Linked DNA regions of Mus musculus: region 1 is linked to region 2. A link is a contact called in public targeted proximity ligation data. All regions are on one chromosome and are shown on one strand. The core of a region is the stretch at or near the end of the contact, and the rest is flanking DNA. Distances in the headings are between cores, read along the strand shown.

Evidence for each region.
Region 1: a contact with region 2 is called in a targeted proximity ligation map of embryonic stem cells, with 20 read pairs. A contact is called at or near these places in 2 of 39 promoter capture datasets (embryonic stem cells and macrophages), 5 of 130 datasets of targeted methods (CD8 T cells, bone marrow-derived macrophages and embryonic stem cells) and 3 of 9 other capture datasets (adipose tissue, liver and pancreatic islet).

Annotation. Positions count from the first base shown.
Region 1 is chr19:5,175,366-5,181,015 of GRCm38.p6, forward strand. All of the region lies in intron 1 of Pacs1 (phosphofurin acidic cluster sorting protein 1), which reads right to left. Among named protein-coding and RNA genes, the nearest start is that of Gm30840, 53 kb to the left of the region's middle.
Region 2 is chr19:5,116,222-5,122,070 of GRCm38.p6, forward strand. Klc2 (kinesin light chain 2) reads right to left here and starts at 2,077. Exons shown (of 16, transcript NM_008451.3): 1 at 1,901-2,077; 2 at 973-1,211. The coding sequence starts at 1,200. It overlaps LOC115489018 (a long non-coding RNA gene), which reads left to right. Exons shown (of 2, transcript XR_003952889.1): 2 at 480-3,111.

The sequences.
Region 1 (5,650 bases), core at 2,221-4,720, 61 kb after region 2:
GCAAGGTGGGAGGAATGGAAGCTTCACTTTGGCTTCCACCAGGACTAGCAGATCAGTCTACCATCCACACTTTTAAAAATGGTCTCATCTAATTTTCCCTGTGGTCCCAAGGTGCCCCCTGGTAAGAGAAATGTGGTTTTGTCTGAAAATACAAGGAAGAGAAAAGAATGGGAATCTGAAGTGGAAATTTCTGGTTTCTTTGGAGACTCAGTTGTGTCGTGTTGTTCTGGAAGCTGTCTGGTGAGAGGGTGTTTTGCTGAAGCAGGCACTCGAGAGGACGTGTGATGTTAGAAAGAGCACAAGTAGAATACAATAGACAGTGAGCAGCACTCTTGCACTGGTTCACCTTGCAATGCTTTGCTGGTCTTTGCTGATCTTCACTCGTTGTGAGGTTGTAGAGAGAAAAGTGCCAAAGAACTTCTCATGGTTCTCTGGCTGCTTCCTGCCACTTCTGCAGTCTCATGCCAATACGGCAGAGCCTCCAGGTTTCTTCTGGATCGAGCCGCTTCTATTGATCTATGTTCAGCGTTTGCTGACTACACTGGACTGCTGCTACGGATTTGTGTTTGAAGTTTTAGACTGGACTGCTGCTATCCTGACAATGAAGATTGGAATCACCCCAAAGAACTACTTCTAAATAGGTCTACAACCTCCCTTTCCTATTAACCTTTCTTTTCTCCTAACTCTGGTAGGTGGGCTAGAAGGGAGGTTGAAGCACTTAAGAACCCTTATTAAAACAGGTTTTGAAAAATCTAACACTACAGGAATTGGAATGTAATAAATCAAGAAAGAAATTAAAAGGGTGTTTTTGTTTTTGTTTTTGAGACAGGGTTTCTCTGTGTAGCCCTGGCTGTCCTGGAACTCACTCTGTAGACCAGGCTGTCCTCGAACTCAGAAATCCACCTGTCTCTGCCTCCCAAGTACTGAGATTAAAGGTGTGCGCCACCACTGCCCAGCTAAAAGGGTTTTAAAAAGTAGTTTTCATGTCTTTACTAAACACACACAGAAGGACACAGCATATAAGTGCCCAGAAGGACCAGTTATGCCCTCTTGTAGCACCACCCCAAGCTTAAAGTGCTTTTTCTAAAGTCCCATAAGTGGGCTGATTAATATTCCCTTTGTGATGAATCTTACTGATGAGCTGTATCCATGCATGCATGAAATCTTTAATTCAGTGAAGCTCAGAAGAAGTGCTGTAATAGCTAACTATGAACATCTCTGTCCTGTTTCCTAGTTCTGGAAGCATCACAGGCATGCAGATATCTCAGCTTCACAGAGACTGAAGAGCTGAGACAGGAAACGCTACTCTGTGGTCCTGCTTGTCTTGCTAGTCGCCCCTCTTCTCTCTCCTTACTTCCCTCCCTAAGAATCCAACTGTGCAGATCCTTACTGTCTGAACAAATAAAACGAGAAACTGGAGTAATTTGAATTTAAGACGGTTTTCTTCATCAAGAAAGTTAAAAATTTCAAAAGGAGGTCCCGCTGTAGACTGCAATAAATTTCGACTATCTTTAAGTGGCACATTTAAAATTATTTTAATAGCCAGGTTGCTTGCTTATTGAGAGACAATTCCATTTTTCTCTGATCTTTCTACACATTCTGGACCAAGGTAAAACCTGAACTTCTCTAGACACATAGAGAGCTGCTGGGATAATGGTAGGAATAGGAATGACAGCAGAATCCTTACACATGCCTAACAAAGCCTCACTCAGGAGAAAGCCTTTCCTGTTTGAAGATACGGGGTTCTGAATCCATCAGGAGGAGTTAAGGAAGCACAACCTAGGAACTGGGAACTGACGACCTCAAGCTGCATTCACCCGAGGGGGCGGTTTGCTTCTGCCTCTATGCATGAAACTACAAAGGATTGTTCTGGGAGAGCTGACCTTCATCACCAGAGACTGATAACCTAGGGCTGCCATGAGCCTGCACCGACAGCTCTAAAGTGACCCCCATTTCACACTAACTTCACTCCTTGACTGAGTACATCTTTCCTGGCAAACCTAGAGTTTACTGCCCTGATCCTGATTCTCATCTGTCCTTTCTCACTCAGAGATTAACTACTCTTTTGAAATGTAAAAAGCATCATGCTTTGGTTATTTCTTTATATATCACTGTCTTCTGAAGATTTCCACTGTACATATGAAATTAATGAAACAAGTATGATTTCCTCTCATTCCTTAAGAGTCTTAGCATCAGCCAAAGGGTGCACATAAGAACTACAGAGTGGAGGGGGACATCTTTCTCCCCTGTGGTTTCACACCACAGCTATTTTAAGACCTTGAAAACAAAAATTCCCAGACACGTCATGCACATATGGGTGGAACTAATTGGACTCAATGGTTATAATGAAGGAGGGGGGAGAAGATAAGGTCTGTGTGTGTGGGGGGGTGGGGGGTGTTGGGAAGCCTAGCAGGAGTGGAATAGGAGAGTTAGGTAAGAGTTAGATAAGATAAAAATACATTGTATACATGTATGAAATTCTCAAAGAATAAATAATTATAAACATTTAAAAAAAACCCTCTGGACGAGCACCTTCAGGTCTACTATGGGGCCCCTAACACATGAGGTACACATTTTAGACCTACTTAATCAGCTAGCTTTGTATAAGCAGACTTACAGACAATATGAAAATAAGCTAGCAGGCCTAAAAGTAATTTAATACTGGGGCTGGCAGAGACACTGGGGGAAAAACAATAGCAGGTCAGGCTCTACTAATAATCACTATCAAGGAAGAACTACAGTCAACCCTCTCCCTAATAATATAAAATAACCCTTATCCAATAGTATCATTTGTAGTTATTTATTTACTCATTCTTTAATGGACAATTGCCACACCCACTCCAGTGGAGTCTGCGTGACAAGTCCAAAAGCTGGCTGCAGTCCTGAGGCAAAAAGTTTCATGGAAACTGGTCTCCTGGAGTCTTTGGCGTCCCATAACACAGATGTATTTCAGATTTGTCCTTGAAATAGTTGGTGAAGGGTTCTGTGTGCTTTCCTTTAGTATTGTTTTATTATAGGTGCCCCCAAGGAATGATTTGACAAATAGCTAAGTTAGATTGAACATTGCTTCCTGGCTTTCACTCGTGTCCCAATGTCCTAGGCAGTCTTTGAGCAGACCCTGAGCTTGGAATTTTGTAAAAACATTACTTATTCAGATGAAATGCCTCCAGTGTTGAAAGAGAGATAGTGAAAGAAATCACACATTGCAATCTACTAGATAGAGTTGGAGATTTCAGGGCAAGTTTAACAAAGTAAGTTTAGAATTCTTATTATAGTCATGTATGGCAGACTACATTACCTAATAGAGGAAAGTTTGTGGGCTCCTCTGGTAAATGGAGGTCCCTCACAAAACACTTAGAATAACAGCTGAGTCACTCCCATATACAAGAATTTACAATGGTTTCGGAAGAAGCCTGGGCTGTGGTTAGGAGGAACTAGAGTATTGCATTACTTATGAAAAGGTTAGCAAGAGTGGAGCCCTCCCGAGTGCACACTTTCACAAGCCCAGAAGAATAGCACAGCTAGCTACTTACTAGGAGCCGGCTGGTGGTGGGTTACACAATCAATTAGAATTAGAACTATGGCTTGGGCGTGAGAGCCCTTGCCCCGGGGGTGTAAAGACCTCACACCCAGCTTCTAAGAATATGGCTGACCTTAGATAGGGCTGACTCCCAGTTGTTACATTGCCTGGTTCCTGCCAGTCTTTATGTACACATTTTTGTGTTTTGTGTAAAGAGTCATTATGCATCGAGTAACCTCAGTGTACCTTAGCTGACGTGTCACCTAACTTCCTAATTTTCTTCTGTAATATAAGTCTGATGCTTGCTTTGAGAAATTACATTCAGATCCAACACTCTCTTGTGTTTGTGCCTGTTTGTAACTTGCTGACTCCTTGCCCACCTGAATACTGGGACCCTGATTTCTCCCTCGGGTTGAGGGACTCTGATTGACCCAGCAATGTAAAAGATAGCTTTAAAAAATAAAATTATGAGCAAAGTATAGTGGTGGCTTTAATTCTAGCAATCAAGAGGCAGAGGCAGGTGAATTCAAGGCCAGTGTGGCCAATATAGTGAGTTTCAGGACAGCCAAGGCTACTTAGACACCCTATTTCAAAACAAACAAACAAACCAACCAACCAACCAACCATCAAACAATAATAAAATAAGGGGTCTAGAGAGACGGCTCAATGGTTAAGAATACATACTACTCTTGCAGAGGCCCAGAGTCTGTTTACCAGCACCCATGTTGGGCAGCTTACATTCCCTTGTAACTTCAGCTCCAGAGGTTATGATACCGCTCGCCTTCCCTGGCACTTACAGTGGCATATACATAATTAAATAGAAAACAAATCTTGAAAATACTTTTTAGGGCTGGAGAGATAGTTCAATGGCTAAGAGTACTGGCTCTTGCAGGAACTGAATCTGATTTCTCAGTACTGACTTGGTGGTCTCAACCATGGATAACTCCTTCTAGGGGATCCAACACCTTTTCAGACCTCTGCAGGCACCAGGCTTGAACACGGTACACATAGCATACATGTGTAGAGGGCACAAGGTTCTTGTGGTTTCAGATAAGCACTAGGGAAACGAAGAATGTTAAACACATAGGATTGTCTCTTGAACAGAAGGGATAAATACTTGTTTTCCACACAGAATGCTAGCAGTGAGTGTTGTTAATATCCTGGTGATCTATGCTATCTGCAGGGGCCAGGCCACACCTGAATTACCCAGACTACTATGTTTATCCCAAACTCTTCCTCCCTAGACCTTTAACTTGACCATTGTTTCTCAGTCAATAGAACCTAGGGGGAGAAGTCACATGTACTTTGTAGTTTGGTGACCTCTACAATTTCTGTATGAGTGAGACCACACCTGATACTCCCCTAGGCCTTAAGCTATAGAACCCATCTTTATGGAAGAGGTCACATGTACTATGCAAAAAAGTTTCAACGTAGTCATACCTTAAAGCTTTACTGTGCACATGAGACAAAACTGTACTATACTTAAATGTCTAAAATATAATAATGTCAGACTCCAGAAGTCTGAACCAACATCAGCTACTGAGCCACTGAACCGGGTTTCCTGCTTACCTCAGTCAGATGTTTCTCTGCTGGCCATGGCCCAAACATGCAGGTCAAATATTTATGCACATAAAATAAAATAAAATAAAGCTAAGCAATTTAGATTCTTAAGACGTCTTTGTGTGGGGGCACAGTGTGCCATGGCACACTCTAAGTCAGAAGGCGTTCTGCAAGAATTAGAATTGTTCTCTCCTACTATGTGGTCATCACCGTGACTGACCTGACGTGTTCAGGCTTGGTGGCAACTGTCTTCACCTGCTTAGCTACCATCTCACCAGCCCTTTTACTTGAGGGTTGTTTTTTTTAAGATTTATTTATTTATTATATGTAAGTACACTGTAGCGGTCTTCAGACACCCCAGAAGAGGGCGTCAGATCTTGTTACAGATGGTTGTGAGCCACCATGTGGTTGCTGGGATTTGAACTCAGGACCTTCGGAAGAGCAGTCGGTGCCATCTGTCCAGCCCCTACTTGAGGTTTAAAAGGTGAGTTTGTTTACTTTTTCCTAATTTCTTAGATGAAACCATTTTCTAATTAGTTATAGAACCAAGAAGAGTCCATCTAGTCCAAT
Region 2 (5,849 bases), core at 827-3,326:
TCCTTGTCACTTGTTCCAAGAGTCCATCCTTGGCCTACTAAGGTTAACTCTCCATAGCTCCCAGAGAGATCTCAGAAGCTAAGTCAGGCATCTTCTGCTTGTTAGACCCTTCCACAGGCCACCTGATGGCCTGGACATATTCTGTCTTCTGCTTCCTCACAGCCTCTAGTGTCCCTCTCGCCCTCTCCGTAAGTTCTAGGTACACCATTCTTGTCTCCCTTCAAGCCCACGAGCTCTCCTACCTCGGTCTTTACACATGCAGCTGTCCTCTAGTTGCCTCTTTGGAGGCCAGCCCTTGAGCTAAAGTCATCTCAGAGAAGTCTTGCCTGATCAATAGACAAGACTCCCTTCTACAAACTGTCACAAGATCTTACTGTCCCTGGAGCACTGATCACAACTTGTTTCAAGTAACTAGTTGAATGTGTGTTTCTCTTCTCCTGTTGTACTAGGGGGGAAAATCATCTTATTTTGTTTTGAAGGGACAGTAGGGGAGCCAGGATCTTACTATGTGACTGACCCAAGCTGGCCTGGAGCTTGGGATCCTACTGCCTTCACCTCTCAAGAGCTGGGATTGCAGATACCATGCCTAGGGAGGACACAGACCTTGTCTGCATTCAATCTGCATCCTGAGCATTAACACACTGTAGCTCAGCACACAGTAAGTGAGAAGCTATACAACTTAATGAATTCATGCATAATTGTATTGTGAGGGGAGGTTACTAAAGTATTTCTGCTTTCTTCTGTCATCCCAGTCTGTTAGGTAGAATGAGGCCTGAATGGCATAGCTCAGTGTGAGGTAAGGGTGCCCGTTGGGGCAGGGCGCAGGGCTGGCATTTCCAAAGTGTATTCATTGAACGTTGCTTATTGTCCTAACGTGACGCTCTGAAAGACTTGTGTTTCCTTGCTGAGGGTGTTCCTACATCACCAGGGCCCTTCGGGTAATCTTCCACCACAGCCCCAACACTGACCTACCTGAGCCTCCCCAAGCCCCAGCTCGATGGCCTCCAGGGAGCGGCGCAGGAGGAGGCAGCGCTCCTGTGAGCCCGGCTCGGCCTCGCCTGCTTCATGAGAAGCTAGGGGAGCTAGCAGGGCACGATGCTCCCCTCTCAGGGTCTCTAAACCCTGGATCACCGCCTTGGTGCCCAGCACTATCTCGTCCTGACTCAGCTTCTCCTCTCGAGGAAGCACCATCGTGGCCATGGTCGTGCCGTCTGTGGAGGCAAGGGGTGGGGCAGGCGGACGCCAGGCCTAGGGCCACACCGCCGTCCACCCCAAGTTAGGTAAACACCGGGAGGTCCCCGGACGCCTAGGTCCCTATGGATGTCCAGATCCCTCAGCCCGCAGTCCTCGCCGTGCCAGCACGCGGCCTACAGGGGGCGCGCCAGGCTCGTCTAGCCTAGGGAGACGCAATGCGGTGTGACTGAAGTGAGGCTGGACCCCGATTCCGCCCCAGACCACCGGCTCAGGCCAGTTGATCTAAAGCCCATCTTCGAGAGTTATTCGGAACTGTCCTAATCGGTACACAGAGCACTAGGGCATTGCAAGGCGTTCCCAAGTCAGACGCCACAGGCTCTCCGGGCAACTGGGTCTCAGCCCTGGCGACAGCCCCTTTCCCAGGGCAAGCGGAACCACGAGCCCCTCCCCCAGGGCCGACCGAGCCCCGCCACCCCGTCCCCGCCCCCGCCGCTCCGGGGAGACTGCGGTCTTTAGTTTCGGGACAGGTCTCTTCAGGCCGCGCCCACAACGACCCCTCCCGCAGGCTGGCCTGAGGCCCGCAGACCCTCCCTAGAAAAGGCCGGATTCCCAGCCCCAGCCCGGGACCGCGCCCCCTCCCCGCGGGCCGGTCGGGTCCTCCCACAGGCCGCGCCCACGACCACGACGACTCCTCCTCTAGGCCGACCTGCAACCGCTCCTCACTGTCCGGCTTGACTGGGTCTCCCGGCCCAACCGGCCGGCGCCGACCTGCACCTTCTGCTTTGGCCCGGCTCCGGCTCCTGCTCCTGTCCCGCTTCACCCGGATCCTCGACCGTGAGCTCGTCTCGCTGCCTCCATCCCGCCGGCCTTCCCAGCAGTCCCCGCGCCGCCTTAAAGGTGAAGCCGCTACCTCGGCGGCGTCGGAGGGGGCGAAACACGCTCCAGCCGGCCAGCTCGCTGCCTTAAAGGGGCCCCGCAGGCCTGGCCGGCTTCGGGGTGGGGCCAGCCCAGACGGGACGCAGAGGGGCGTGGCTGGACTCGCCCCCTCGGACCAGAGCTTCCAGGTCTGTGCGCTCTGCGGAGCTCCGACCCCGGACCAGAGTGACTGAGGAGCAAGAAGGCCGACCTCCTCAGATTCCAGAGCGAGTCGGTCCACATTGATTGACTGTCAAGTGTTTTTGTCGATGTCTTAGTGCATTGACTTAATGCTCACAAAGGGCTGGTGAGGTGGGTGTTGCCATTACCCACCTCTCACACATCTGACCCCCCAGCCCCCTCCGCGCTCTAGAGACGCACCTCTTACCGGCTTCGGAGGTGACTGTGCCTGTAGGGAATTCTCAGCATCTAGGTTTGCTTTGTGAGGGAACAGAAGGAGGCTTCTGGTTAAAAAGGAGAATTGGGTGGGAAGGAGCGTGTGGAGGTCGGTGGAGAAGGGAGAAGATCCACGCCCCTGAGGGGAATATCTGGGTGGATACTGCTGACCAGATAAGGAGGTCAGACGAGTGCCTTTGGATTGTGGTGGTGTCATTGGGGGGCCTCAGATTGGGTGTCACCAACTCGGAAGGAAAGACCTCTGTGCTAGATAGTTTTATGTCAACTTGACACAAACTAGGGTCATTGAACAGATGGGAATCTCGGCTGAGAAGATGCTGCCATAGGATCGGGCTGCAGGAAAACCTGTTTTCTTACTGATTGTTGTGGGAGGGCCCAGGCCAGGGTAGGTGAGGCCAGAAGGCAGTTCTGAGCAAGTTCAGAGGGCAAGCCCAGAAGCAGCACTCCTTCATGGGCTCTGCATCAGCTCCTTTCTCTGGGTTCTGTTCTCTCTGGGTGCCTGTCCTGACTTCCTTCACTGGATGAAGAGTGCACCAAATAAACCCTTTTGGTCACTGTGTTTCCACACAGCAATATTAACTCTAACTAGGACGGCCTCTTTGGTCCCTATCCCACTAGATTCTACAGTACTCTTCCCATCTCTACTCCACACCCACTTGGTGCTGACACAACATCGGCCTTTCTAACATTTTTCTTGTTTTGCCTTCTGGAATGTAGGTCATCACCTGTTGGCTGGGGCCTGGGGTAGATAGAGAATGTGGTAGCAATCAGTAGACGGCTACCTTACAAAGCGTGCGGAGGGGAGGGGATGGCTGAAAGGATGCCTCGGTGGTGAAGAGCATTTGTTTCTCCTGCTCAGGACTTGAGTTTCATTTGCAGCACCCATTGGCTCACAACCATCTTTACCATTTCCAGGGCATCGATAGATACCGCCATCTGAGTTCAGCAGGCACTAGGAACTCATGTGGTACACACACATACTTGCAAGTGAAACACTCATACACATAAAAAATAAATCAGAAAGCCAGGCGTGGTTGGTGCACGCCTTTAATCCCAGCACTTAGAAGGCAGAGGCAGGTGGATTTCTGAGTTTGAGGCCAGCCTGGTCTACAAAGTGAGTTCCAGGACAGCCAGGGCTATACAGAGAAACCCTGTCTTGAAAAACAAAACAAAACAAACAAAACAAAAATCAGAAAGGAAAAAAAAAAGTCAGAGAGATACACTTGCCCCTGACTAGTCCTTCCAAACCTACATTTGGTCTCATTTTCTGTAACAAGGGGCCAGCACCACCCTCAGCCAACTTCTCAGTTGACAAGTCTATAGGCATCTCAGGGACCTGGGGTTTGTCTTTTTTTTTTTTAAGGTATTTTCCTCATTTACATTTCCAATGCTATACCAAAAGTCCCCCATACCCACCCCCCCACTCCCCTACCCACCCACTCCCCCTTTTTGGCCCTGGCGTTCCCCTGTACTGGGGCATATAAAGTTTGCAAGTCCGATGGGCCTCTCTTTTCAGTGATGGCCGACTAGGCCATCTTTTGATACATATGCAGCTAGAGACAAGAGCTCTGGGGTACTGGTTAGTTCATACTGTTGTTCCACCTATAGGGTTGCAGTTCTCTTTAGCTCCTTGGGTACTTTCTTTAGCTCCTCCATTGGGGGCCCTGTGATCCATTTAATAGCTGACTGTGAGCATCCACTTCTGTGTTTGCTAGGCCCCGGCATAGTCTCACAAGAGACAACTATATCTGGGTCCTTTCAGCAAAATCTTGCTAGTGTATGCAATGGTGTCAGCGTTTGGAAGCTGATTATGGGGTGGATCCATGGATACGGCAATCACTAGATGGTTCATCCTTTCATCACAGCTCCAAACTTTGTAACTCCTTCCATGGGTGTTTTGTTCCCATTTCTAAGAAGGGGCAAAGTGTCCACACTTTGGTCTTCGTTCTTCTTGAGTTTCATGCGTTTAGTAAATTGTATCTTATATCTTGGGTATCCTAAGTTTCTGGGCTAATATCCACTTATCAGTGAGTACATATCATTTGAGTTCTTTTGTGATTGGGTTACCTCACTCAGGATGATGCCCTCCAGGTCCATCCATTTGCCTAGGAATTTCATAAATTCATTCTTTTTAATAGCTGAGTAGTACTCCATTGTGTAAATGTACCACATTTTCTGTATCCATTCCTCTGTTGAGGGGCATCTGGGTTCTTTCCAGCTTCTGGCTATTATAAATAAGGCTGCTATGAACATAGTGGAGCATGTGTTCTTCTTACCAGTTGGGACATCTTCTGGATATATGCCCAGGAGAGGTATTGCGGGATCCTCCGGTAGTACTATGTCCAATTTTCTGAGGAAGGGGTTTGTCTTGAATAAGGGCTGGACTCGGGCTCAGAGAACAAGGTTTGGCATTTGCCATCTTTCACAGAGAGATTGTCCTGTCCTGTTAGCCTAACAGGGGGCTCACTCTCTTCTCCTGAGAAACTCTAACTCTTAGAAAGCCCCTCACCCCACCCTGAGACAGGGTCTCATGTAGTTCAGGCTGACCTCAAATTTGCTAAGTAGCTAAGGGTAACTTCTGCCTGCCATCATCTCCCATGTGCTGAAATGTCCAACTTTAAGACTTGCTGGAGACCAAACCCAAGGCTTCATGTATGCTAGGCAAGCACTCTACAGACTGAGCTACACCCCAGGTTAGAAGGGTACTTTTTATTTAAACAATACCAAAGTGCCTTCCTCATGGACTCAAAGCTTGTGTCTCTCACTGCACTCTCTTCTTTATCTAGGCTAGCCCCATGTCTTTCACTAAGTGCTATTACAGTCCCCTGGTCCTTCCCCTTCCTCTGTTAATCTAGATGCTGCTCCAAACATCATGGCATCCTAGGGCCCGTGATCCAGAATAAGTGAACTGCATCATGACCGAGATGGGGACTAGGGATATGTGCACCTGCACCGTATCAGTAGAAGCTCTCACCTAGCGTATGTGAAGACTTGGGTTCAATACTCCATGTAGCAAATACACAAAAATACAATCTTTGCTCGTGAAGCCCCAGGTCAGTCTAACTTTGGCAGCTGGTCTAATAAGTCACTAAATTATCACATTTCTTCAAGAACCCACCAGGTTTTCCTTGATCTTTTGCTGCTTCTATCAGTGATGTTTTTATTACATTTCAAAAATTATCTTGCAAGGAGTGGTGGTGCATGCCTTTCATCCCAGCATGAGAGACTTGGATCTGTGAGTTCAAGGCCAGCCTGGTCTATCTTTTTTTTGGGGGGGGGCAGGAGGGTAGTTCTTGTTGTTTCTCCAGACAGGGTTTCTCTGT